Linked DNA regions of Mus musculus: all the other regions are linked to region 2. A link is a contact called in public HiChIP or PLAC-seq and Micro-C data. All regions are on one chromosome and are shown on one strand. Each heading gives the region's core, a stretch centred on a gene start, on an enhancer-like site or on the middle of the called end of the contact. The rest is flanking DNA. Distances are from core to core; before and after follow the strand shown. Region 1 holds the start of Slc9a1 (solute carrier family 9 (sodium/hydrogen exchanger), member 1). Region 2 holds the start of Arid1a (AT rich interactive domain 1A (SWI-like)). Region 3 holds the start of Crybg2 (crystallin beta-gamma domain containing 2).

What was found. A called contact is a pair of places that touch in the nucleus more often than the background predicts. HiChIP or PLAC-seq counts read pairs in DNA pulled down with a chosen protein or histone mark.
Region 1: an H3K27ac HiChIP or PLAC-seq map of microglia shows a contact between it and region 2, with 5 times the contacts expected there. The contact joins the promoter of Slc9a1 here to the promoter of Arid1a in region 2. A contact is called at or near these places in 1 of 115 datasets of contacts at active chromatin or transcription factors (microglia) and 1 of 9 other capture datasets (adipose tissue).
Region 3: a Micro-C map of embryonic stem cells shows a contact between it and region 2, with 1.7 times the contacts expected there. The contact joins the promoter of Crybg2 here to the promoter of Arid1a in region 2. A contact is called at or near these places in 2 of 484 Hi-C or Micro-C datasets (both in embryonic stem cells), 1 of 115 datasets of contacts at active chromatin or transcription factors (pancreatic cancer cells) and 1 of 9 other capture datasets (liver).

The regions. Positions count from the first base shown.
Region 1 is chr4:133,367,612-133,371,544 of GRCm38.p6, forward strand. It overlaps Slc9a1 (solute carrier family 9 (sodium/hydrogen exchanger), member 1), which reads left to right and starts at 2,124. Exons shown (of 12, transcript NM_016981.3): 1 at 2,124-3,296. The coding sequence starts at 2,933. It overlaps Mir5122 (microRNA 5122), which reads left to right and starts at 2,165; the gene lies at 2,165-2,253.
Region 2 is chr4:133,752,621-133,756,136 of GRCm38.p6, forward strand. Arid1a (AT rich interactive domain 1A (SWI-like)) reads right to left here and starts at 1,365. Exons shown (of 20, transcript NM_001080819.2): 1 at 1-1,365. The coding sequence starts at 991.
Region 3 is chr4:134,066,879-134,070,307 of GRCm38.p6, forward strand. Crybg2 (crystallin beta-gamma domain containing 2) reads left to right here and starts at 1,574. Exons shown (of 20, transcript NM_001162970.1): 1 at 1,574-1,658.

The DNA.
Region 1 (3,933 bases), core at 874-3,373, 380 kb before region 2:
ATTCTCCAAGGTACGAGGGTTAAAGGTATGTGGGCATACTTGGCTTTCTTGTTCTTTTCTTTTAACTCTGAGAGCTGGGGATTTATTTGAATGATGGTCCTTAGCCACTAAAGCATCTTTCCAGGTCTGTTTCTGAATCTTCTCTTTCTTTCTTTCTTTCTTTCTTTCTTTCTTTCTTTCTTTCTTTCTTTTCTTTTCTTTTCTTCTTTCTTTCTTTCTTTCTTTCTTTCTTTCTTTCTTTCTTTCTTTCTTTCTTTCTTTCTTTCTTTCTTTTTCTTTTTTTTTTTTTCCGGTCACCTCCCAGTGTCTGAATCTATTCCTGGAAAAACGTGGCAAGGTTCAGAAAAGTCAGAAATGTTTTACACTTGGTTGTCATATCACACTCTTGTTACTTGAAAACACCTTTTTCCAGATGGAAAGTACACAAACTCTGAAGGCATGGTGAACTCCCACAACATAACTGCCTCTGAGTAACTGGGTATGGACCACCCAGTGAAGGAACAGGACACTCCCAGAGCTGGGAAGCTCACCTTGAGCTCTGGAGCTGACCCTAATCACCATTCACAGTCCCACTCCACGCCTCATGCCTATGTCCCTAGCTCAGCAGAAATCCTTGTCAAGAAAGTTCTGAAGAGATTTGTCAAACGAAAACAAACCCCTCTAACAGCCCCTTGAACAAATCACCTTGGATTTCTCGGCTTTAATTAACCTTTCCATGAAACAGGATGGCATTTGAAATGATTTAAAAACTTCTCAGTCTGGGCTCAGCGGTGGTGTGCTTACCTAGCACGCACAGGGTTCTGTGTTCAGATCCTACTTCTGAGGGGGGGGGGAAGAGTTCTCATGATTGCACCATGTAGACACAATGTCTCGACCTTTCTGAACTCTAATCAATATCATTCATTCAAATTCCAGTTCCGGCTGTGTGTGGTGGTGCATACCAGTAATCCCACTTGAGAGGGAGAGGCAGGAGGATTGCCAAAAATTAGAAGCCAGCTGGGCTACATTGTAAGAATGTAGCCTTTCGCACAAAACAGAACATGCCCCTTCTGGAAGCTGTTTTCTGTCTGCAGATAATAAAAATCCTTCTTTTCTCTTTAAACCAGACAGACAGACAGACAGATAGACAGACAGACAAAAACAATACCCAGCCTCTTACTTTTTGGTTGTTTCACTACTGTTATGAGTTGAAACACGCCCTTTCAAAAGAAGCTGAAGTCCTACCCCTGCCCACCCCTCAGTGCCCGAGAATGTGGCTTTATTTAGATGAGGGGTTTTGTTGTTGTTGTTGTTGTTTTAAATCTCTTTGAGACAGGGTCTCCCTACTGACCTCAGCCTGGTCTAGAACTCACTTTGTTACACAAGCTGACGTTGAGTTAAAAATTCCTCTTTCTTTAGTTTCCCAAATGCTGGAATTACAGTTTCCCACCGTTCGTGGCTCAGATTGGGTTTTTGAAGTTGATCAAGGTAAGGTACGCCATTAGGGCCAATTCCTAATTCAATTTGCTTGGAGTCCTTTTAAAGGGGGAAATTTGGACCTAAAGACGGATACAGGGAGGCTGGGGTTATGCCGCCACAGTCAAGGGAAGCCAATACATTGCCATCAAAGCACCTGTGGCTGGGATGCAGGAACGGATTTCAGCTCACACGGTCCTCAGCACAGGTCAATGCTTGGGAACATACAGAGTGCAGATTTCTAGCCCATTTCATTCATTCATTTAACTTTATTTTGTGACACTGGGCATAGGAACCAATGGTAGACAAGCACTCTACCTCTGAACCACGATCCCATCCCTTTCATTCTAAACATTTCTCATAGATCACCTCATTTAACCATCTTGTTATCCTTTTGTTATAGCTATCCATCTCCACCTTACAGTTGAGAAAGCTGTGAAACAGAGAGGCTAAATAACTTGTTCAAAGTCACATGCTAACAAGAAAACACTTTGTAGATAGTACAGTATGTCACTCGTGTTAGATTGTACTTTTTTTTTTTTTTTTTTTTTTCCAATTTAGGTCTCGGCTTCCTCTTCTTACGTGACACTTCCTTCCCTGGGCGACAGGGGCCGCTGCACCGCGCGGGCGCTGACAGGTCTCTCTAGCTTGCTGCGCCTGCTACTCGTTGGTGCCTATAAATGGCTGCGCTGTGCTCAGCGAGGCATCAGTCCGCTACCGCGGGACCCGGGGCTGTGTCAGGTCTGGAAGTGGAGCTGGAGCTGACCGAAGGAGCTGCCGCTGGGCCGGGGTGGAACACAGCTCTGCACCGGGGTCTTAAGGAGGGGTGTGTTGCTGCTGGCTCACTGCGAGCCGCCTCCAGCCTGCGCCGAGGCACCTTCCCGCCAGGCCGTCTGCCTCTGTCTTCCGCCTCCCTCCATTTCCCCGGAATCTCAGCCCGGCGCGGCTGGACCCTGGCTCTCCTGTGGGTGGGAAAGCCCCAGCCTTTTTCCTGCTATACTCCTTTATCCCAGGCTGGCCTTCCAGCCTTCTCTCGCCTTTCCCTGCGGAGTGGGTCTCACCCTTTTCCGTCTTTAGCCCAGGCTCCTTACCCCTCCCCTTTAGCCGAGTTCCAGCACCCTGGTGATTTTCCTTAGCCAAAGGTCCTATCCTTCTTCCTCCTTTCCCTTGCCCGTGGTCCAGCCTATCCGGCCCTTCCCCTCTCTTCAGGACGCAGTTTCCCCGATTTCCTTCTCTCAGCCTGAAGTTCTAGATCCTTTCGGTTTCCTCCTTAGTCCCTCCAAGGTACTTAACCCCTTTTTGCAGTTTGGACTTTGAGATTGTGAATCTCTAGAAAACGAAAATACTTCTCTAAAACATGAACTTTTCCTAGAGATTGCCCCAGTCTCACCCCATCTGCAGGACTCCTTGCTACCTATGTCCCAGGTCTTACACGCACTTCGCTAAGGGCTGAGGCCTCCTAGGCTGGGGGATCAGTATGATGCTTCGGTGGTCCGGCGTCTGGGGATTTCATCCACCTCGGATCTTCCCCTCCTTGCTGGTGGTGGTTGCCTTGGTGGGACTGCTACCTGTTCTCAGGAGCCACGGCCTCCAGCACAGCCCTACTGCCAGCACCATCAGAGGTTCTGAACCACCCCGGGAACGCTCAATTGGGGATGTCACCACGGCACCATCAGAGCCTCTCCATCGCCCAGATGACCACAATTTGACCAACTTAATCATTGAACATGGCGGTAAGCCATCTCGGAAGGCCTTCCCAGTCCTGGACATTGACTACCCTCACGTGCGCACACCCTTTGAGATCTCCCTCTGGATTCTCCTGGCCTGCCTCATGAAGATAGGTAAGTGCATGATGGTGCTGTTGCTGCCACCACCAGATAGGTGAGCTTCTTGCCCCACTTGTTACCAGGTTCTGCTTCTCAGGCTCTGAATGAACCACTTCTGCAACGCGGGCGGGCAGCCTCTCCCTCCTTTTTGTTGGTCCTTAAACTCCAGCTCTGGCCTGTGAGCTGGCATTATGTAGCAGGAGGGAGGGTCAGGAGCGTGCACGAGATGGGATGCTTCTGATATTGGTTTCAGAAAAGCTGCCAAGGCTTGGCTGGTCTCCTACAGCTGGGATGGGACCTAGAGAGGAGGCAGGTGCTTAGCTATGTGTAAGACAGGAATATCCTTTAGCAAGTGGCCCTTTCTGTCCTGTCAACAGGAATCAGTACGGATTTATTACATTCTTTGTGAAAGGGTGTTTTAGGACTTGGCCTGTCTAAGGATTTTGCGTAGAGTAAGGAACTAGGTACAAGGCACTTAGGTGTGTGGTAGAACACAGGGATCCCCAGAGACTTATTTACCTTCATCCCCAGAGTGATACCTCTCAGCTTTGCCTGCCAAGGCCAGTCAGAAGCCCCTGAGTCAGGTCCCAGTCCAGAAATGCCAACCGTTATCCAGTTCATAGGAATGGCTACAGCCAGCCATTTGGGGATG
Region 2 (3,516 bases), core at 115-2,614:
CCGGGCCTTTGCCCGCGCCCCCGTCCTGGGGCCCGCCGCCGTAGTCGCCCCCGGGGTAGCCCTGGTAGCCACGGGCCGAGCTGGGCGACGTGAGCAGTTGGTTGAGGGTGGGGGTGGCGGTGGGCTGGGGAGTTCCCCCGCCGGCCGCTGAGGGGCCGCCTCCCCCCATGGCCCCGAAGCGCTGCTGTGCGAAGGACGAAGACGACGAGGAGGCAGAGGCGCTGGAGGAGGGAGGCGGCTTGGAGCCGGCGGCCGCCGCCGCGCCGGAGCCCGGAGTGCCACCTCTCGGGGAGCTCAGCGCGTAGGCCTGGGGAGGCGGGGGGTAGGCGCTGCGGTTGGGGTAGTAGGAGTTGTACTGGTGGTTGGGGAAGCCGTGGTCGTGCGAGTTCTGCTGGGGCCCGGCGTAGGGCTCCAAGCCCCCGCCGCCGCCGCTCTGCAGCGCTGCCAGGCCAGGGCTTTGTTGTCCGCCATGTTGTTGGTGGAAGACGGCGGCCGCCGCGGCGGCGACGGCAGACGGGCTCCGGCCGTAGGCTTGCCCGAAGCCGTAGGCTGGGGGCGGCAGGGCGGCCGCGGCCGAGTGAGGAGGCGCCCCCACCCCGTCGCTGCTGCTGCTGCCGCCGCCGCCGCCGCCGCCGGGCGGCTCCGGGAGGTTATTGTTCAGGGCGGGCCTAGGGCCCGCGTTCCCGTTCGAGTTCTTCAGGTCCGGCTCCGCGCCGGGCCCGCCGCCGCTGCCGGCTCCGCCGCCGCCGCCACCCCCATTGCTCTCGGCCCCGTCCTGCAGCTCCTTTCCCAGCGGCTGCGGCGGCCCCACGGCGGGGCCCTCGCTCTCCTGCCCGGCGGCTGCCTTCATTTCCCCGCGCTCGGCCGCTGCCGCCGCCGCCTCGCCCCCCGCCTCCTCCCGCTGTTGCTGCTCGGCTTTCTTCAGCTCCGAGGGCGGCGGCGGCGGGTTGCCCAGGCTGCTGGCGGCGGCGGGGGCGACCTGCGCGGCCATGATCCCCGCTGTCTCGTCCGCGGAGAGACCCGGCCCTGTCTTCGTCTTCTCCCCCCTCCCACCCCGCCCCGGGGCCGAGTCCCCCGGGCTGCCCTCCCCACCCGCCCGGGCGGGCCTCGCGGGGCTCCGCTGCTGCGCTGCGCTCGCTCCTCTCCCCCCCGCCCCGCCGGCTCAGGCTCCGGGCTGGCGGCGGAGGAGGAGGAGGAGGCGGCGGCGGCAGCCGAGGCGCCGGCGGCTCAGCTGCTCCGGGCTCTGGCGGCTCGGGACCCGGCTCTCCCGGCTCATTCCCCCCAAGCCCTTGCCTGGGAATGAGGGGGGCGGTGGAGGCTCCGCTCCCCAGGGCCTGGCCCCGCTGTGACTCTCCGCTTTCTGCTGCCGGAGAAAGGAGGAGGGAGGGAGGGAGGGAGGCGAGGGGGAGGGGGCGGGAAAGGAGGGAGGGAGCGGGGGGGGAGGGGGGACCCGGGACGGGCGGGCGGGCGGGCGGGCTGGAGGGCGCGCGGCGGCGGACGGGGCGCCGGGAGGCAGAGTAGGAGCGCTGCTCTGGCGGGCGCCCTGCCTCGCCTCCCCGGCCGCGGCTCGGGCCGAGGCTGCTGCTTGGCGGCGGGCGGGCGGGCGAGAGAGCGAACGAGAGAGCGGGCGGGCGGGCGGCGGGACTGAGCAGCTAGAGCGCCCCACTCTCCTCCGAGTCCCCCTCACTCCGACACGAGGCTCAGCACTGCCATTTTACCCAGCGCCGTCGCGGCCGCCTGAAAAACCAGGACTGGAGCGCGGAGCGGGCGCAGGCCGTGGAATGGACTCGCTCCCTTCCCCTCACAAAGGAGGAGGGGAGAGAAGGAGCCGCGGCGGCGGCGGCAAGCCCTCAGCCTCTTTCGCTCGGCTGCGCCGCCGCCGAAGGCTTCGGGGAAAACCCGGCCCGGAGCCCGCGCCTCCGGAGCCTGCGCCGCCTCGCTCGCCGCGTTCCCAGCCTGGCCTGTCCCCTCCCGGCCGCTCCAAAGGGAGCGGGCCGCGTGAACTTTACCCGCGCCTGCAAAATTGGCCTGAGCCCGAAACCGCGGCCGCCGCGGCCGGGACCTGACCCCCTGGCACCGGGCCTGGGCTCTTGGCTGCGACTTAGCACCTCCGCAGCACTTTTCTTCTTCAAAGCCTTTTGCAGACCTGCTCTAGAGACCCAGCTGAGCGAGCCCTGCTTTTCCCCCCCTTTGGCTAGCCCCAAAGGAGGACTGACCATTGTTCAAACTATCGGTTCTCCCGTGCCCTGCCCTCATTAGCCCTCTCTGACAAGGCCCTGGGGGCATGAGGTCTGGATTATCTCCCCCCCCCCCATTTTACCAACAGACTGAAGGGAGGGGACTGCCCAGGTCACTTAAAGTCAGAGGGCAGAAGTGTGTGGCTATAAAAAGTGGAGTGAGTGGCCGAAGCCGCATCTTGTCTACTTAGCCAGAGAAAAGGAGGAAAAGAGAAAAGAAAGGCACTTACGTTGTGAACAAATCCAACCACCGGATCAGATCAGTGTCAGGAGGTTTGAAAATCAAACGTGGTCATCCCACCACTTCTCTTAAAATGGTGGCTACTGATGCGTTGGGGGCTTAAGACAGTCCTCCAGGCAAACCAAGCTCCATTAGCACTTCCTAAGGGAACCTAGCTCACAATGGCCAGTAGCCCAATCTTCAAAGGCAAGTACCTTGGAAGACTGTAAACAGCCCACAGAAGAGGCTCCAGGGACTGAAAGAACCTCTGTTCAAAAACCACTGCAGAAGAGGGATGCAGAAAATGGAAACCATTTTCTCTATAAAGAGAGAAAAAGAGCCTAACAGGTCACACAGAAAACGGATGCCCCTCAGATCTGCTGTCTATCCTAAGGTGTAAGACTCCTTGAAGTTTACCAGAGACCCTAAGGCCAGGTTTATCTGTGAAGATCAAGGCATTCGCGGAAAAGCTCAGAGTTGTCCAGACCTACAGGCCTCACCAGTTCCACAGCAGCCTTTTCTTCTCAGGCAGGCCTGGAATGCTCTGACAGGGCAAGCCAGGAGAAACCAGAGGGAATTCCAGCGTCTCACCAGGACCAAGACTGCCTTGGGAAAGCATCAATGACAAAGGCCTCTTTTCCTCCCAGATTTTATAAATGGAGACTTTGGACCACAGACCATTATTTTAGAACTTGTGGGCTCTGCAGGCCCCTGGAGTTCTGATCATGTCATGGGTCAACAGAAATAATTCTGAAAGGCTAAGTCATTTCTTCTACCCCCAAGAAAAATCAAGAACACCCCACATTACAAACCTTCCGTAGTAAACTGAGAATGGAGCCATGGCCAGAGCCCCTCTGCTCTCCCATCCCCCAACCAAGAACCAAACCAACCTGCCAAGGCGATGGAACTGGCTGGTATGGACCAGTTTTCATTCACGGCCCTCAGAAGCACAACTCTAGTGGTGCATTAGGTCCTAGAAACCAAATTATAGGCTGCCTCATAAATGGAGCTTTGCTATTTAATCAACTGCCTCGGAGCTGCCAAACAGTCCTGAGTCCC
Region 3 (3,429 bases), core at 324-2,823, 310 kb after region 2:
CAAGTGTAAGTGTAGTCTTCTTTAATCCACAGACTAGGAGCTAACCTTCCCATCAACCCCAGCTAACGAGAGCAGGAGACTGAGGCTCCGCAAGAGTAAGTCACTTGCCCAAAGCCAACCAGCCAGTCAGAATTCAAACCCAGGTCTGTCTACACCCTAGCCACCTCCCCAAACCCCCTAAGGCTGCACACCTTGCAAAGAGGTCTCTTTGGCCCTGTGCAGAGCACAGGGTAACTTGTGGTTGCTGTGTGGAACATACTATGGATCTAAAAGCACCCTTAACAAAGCCAAAGCAAGGAGGTCCAGGTAGGGGTTGGTGTGCCAGTTCTGTGCCTAGGGAGGAGGACACGGGTGATCCAAACTGGCCCTGAGAGCTGCCAGGGTACCCCAGCATAGGAAGGCAGTCTGTACAAGGACGAGGGGGTGGAAAGTGAGCTGGTTTTAGAAGCAGATGGGAAACAGGCAGGAGGGTGAGGTGGGGGACATGGGGTTCTGGTTGATTGGGGTCTAGGTGAATACAGCCTGGAGTTGGAATGTAGGAGGTCCCTAGAGAGGAAGGAGGTGACTCTCAGGGACACTGTCCTTCTGGACCCACTCTCTGCTGGAGGGTTCTTTAAGCAGGTTTGACTAATGTGGGGAAAAGGGCAGAGTACAGCCGGGTAGCACGCGGGAATGTGTGAGCTCTGCGTGCACCAAGTACAGGTTCCTATTCAAGGGCAGATGGATTGCAAAGCAGAGAGAGCTTGTTTGTTGGCTGTGAGCTGAATGGGTGTGTTCCGGAGATACGTGCATACATGTGCTGTGGTGCCTGTGTGTTCTGTAGTGGAGCGTGTGGCTTGCACGCCTACAGAGCCCCTGTGTGTTTGTGTCTCTTGGTGTGTGACCATGTGTGTGTGTTGCTGTGTGTTCCTGGCTGCGTTTGTCTAGGCGGGTATCTCTGTATTTCTGTGCTGTGTGATGTGGTGGGTCTTCGACTCTGTGAATGCCTGTCTGATGCGCCATGTGTTTGGCAGCATGTGGGCCTGTGGACTGGTTTGGCCTAGTTTGGGGGTGACTCACAGGTAAGCGGGGAGAATCCCAGGACTTGTTGGGTTAGCTGAGATTTTTTTCCCACGCTCCCCCCACACCCCCCTCAGCCTCTCCCTTCCCATACCCACACACCTTGCTTAGAGGTCACAGGTCACCTTGCTAGCAAATCCACTTGTAGACGTGGAGAAGAGAGGGCTCTTGGAACAGGCCCTTGTGTTTGCAGGGGTGGTAGCTAGGTTACTGGGGTGTGTCTCCAGACAAAGGCAAAAGTGGGGAGCTATAGGCAGGCACATTCCAACACACATGAAAAACATCTTAGCCATCTTGACTGTCTAGGGATGGGACATGTGAACTGTCAGGAGGTGACCTCCCTGTCCCTAGAAGTATTCAAGCAGAAGCTATGACCACATGCTTAAGGAATGAATGGCCATCAGGGGGTGTTGTCCCTGGGTTGGGCTGGGCCTAGAATGGCATGGAGCTGATTGCTGGGACGTCATCAATACAACCCTGTGCGGACTGCCTTCCTTCAGTTTCCCCCAAGCTGTTTCCCTGTGGCCTTGCTGAAGCCCATGGGACCTTCCAAACATCTGACTCCTGGGATATCAGCTTCTTAAGAAAGCTAGCCTTGGGTGAGTCTGGCCAGGACTTGGCACTTGGCCCCAAATAATTAGCACTGAATGAATGAATGAGTGAACAAATCGGTTAGAGCTCAAGCTTTGTCGCTTGCCGCCAATGACGAGCGATCTGGGGGGATGAAGACAGGGGACTCTGTGAGGAGGAGGCTACTTATGTGGTGCTGAGTAAGGGACAAAGTGGGGGATCCCAGGGGAGAGAACACAGCTTCAGTGAGGGTGGCAGGGTCGGGCTGTTGTAAGGAGCTGAGTTTGAGCCTAGGGTGTCCATGTGTGTCTGCTCTCAACTGACCCTGGCTAAGGAAGTCTTGGGGGTCATCCAGGACTCCCCATCCTTATTCACAGGCTGTCAGAGGCCCCACAAACTCTATCCCAGACACTGGTAACAACCAGCAGTGGTCCTGGAGTTGAGTCAGACATCTGTGGGCCTCAGGCCCTTTCATCTATGCCCCCTTATAAAACCTGAGTCACTGCTGGGCCACAGGGCAGGTCAAAGTTCTGTTTCTTCCAGTTTCTTAGGAAGGAGGGAGGTAGGGAGTGGGGAGAGAATTAGGGCAGTGGGCCTATGTCTCACTCTGGGTATAGCTGTTGGGGGCTAGGTGAGCAGGGTCTTTGGGGTCCCTAGGTCTGAAAACAGCCTTGCTATGTCATACTTGGAGATATAAGCAAGGATTGCTCCTTAAGGTCTGAAGTGAACCCCAGGGCTGAGAGGTCCCCCAGTTGGTAGAGGGTTTGCCTAGCACCTCTGAAGCCCTAGGTTACATTCCAGAGCTGGGAAAAGGAAGGGTTGGGCATGCCTATCATCTGACCATTCAGAGGAAGTAGAGGCTAGAGAATCAGAGTTCAAGGTCACGGCTAGGGAGTGGACAAAGGTTGTCTGCAGTCAAACCTGACTACTCAGTCTTCTCAACCCACATGGTGGAAGGGGACAACCCACAAGCTGTCCTCACGTGCATCGTGGGACACACACACACACACACGAGTATCCACATACATGTGCACACACATGCACACATGCAGGAATGTGCACACACATACAGGCACACACACTCACCAAATGTAACTTAAGAAAAAAAAACAAGTTCAAGACCCTCTTTGGGAACAGAGAGTTCAAAGCCGCACTGGTCCACATGAGGCCCTGTCTCAAACAAATGAGCAAACCCTGGGGGGAACCCCAGTCAGCCATGCTAGTATATGCATATAATCCCAGCCCTCTGCTTGGGAAGGTGAGAACGAAGACTTGTTTTGAGTTGGAGCCCACAGTGGGCTACATAAATGCTATCAGGCCAGCCAGAGTTACATAGCAAAATGCTATCTCAGAACATCAAAAAGAGGGGCAGGCGTGGTGGTGCAAGCCTTTAATCTCAGTACTTGGGAGGCAGATTCAGGTAGAGATCTCTTGTGAGTTCGAAGTCAGCCTGGTCTACATAGTGAGCTCCAGGACAGCCAGGACTACAAAATGAGACTCTCCCTGAAAGTATAAAAGCAAACAAGTAAATATTAAAAAAAATTTATAGAGTAGCCATCAAAACACAGACTCGGTTTACCAGATAAATATGTAAACCTATATAAACATTTATATGGGGAGTTTGGAATGTGGCTAAGCTCTGAGGTTTGGGGTACAAGTCTCCACAGCTAAGGTATGACTGAAAAATATTTTGCATCCATCTGAACCTTATAAATCTCATTGGCAAAATAGGCGTGTTTGTTTATAATTTACTAAAGATTTATCATTTGATGTGTGTGTATGTGTGTATCTGTATATATG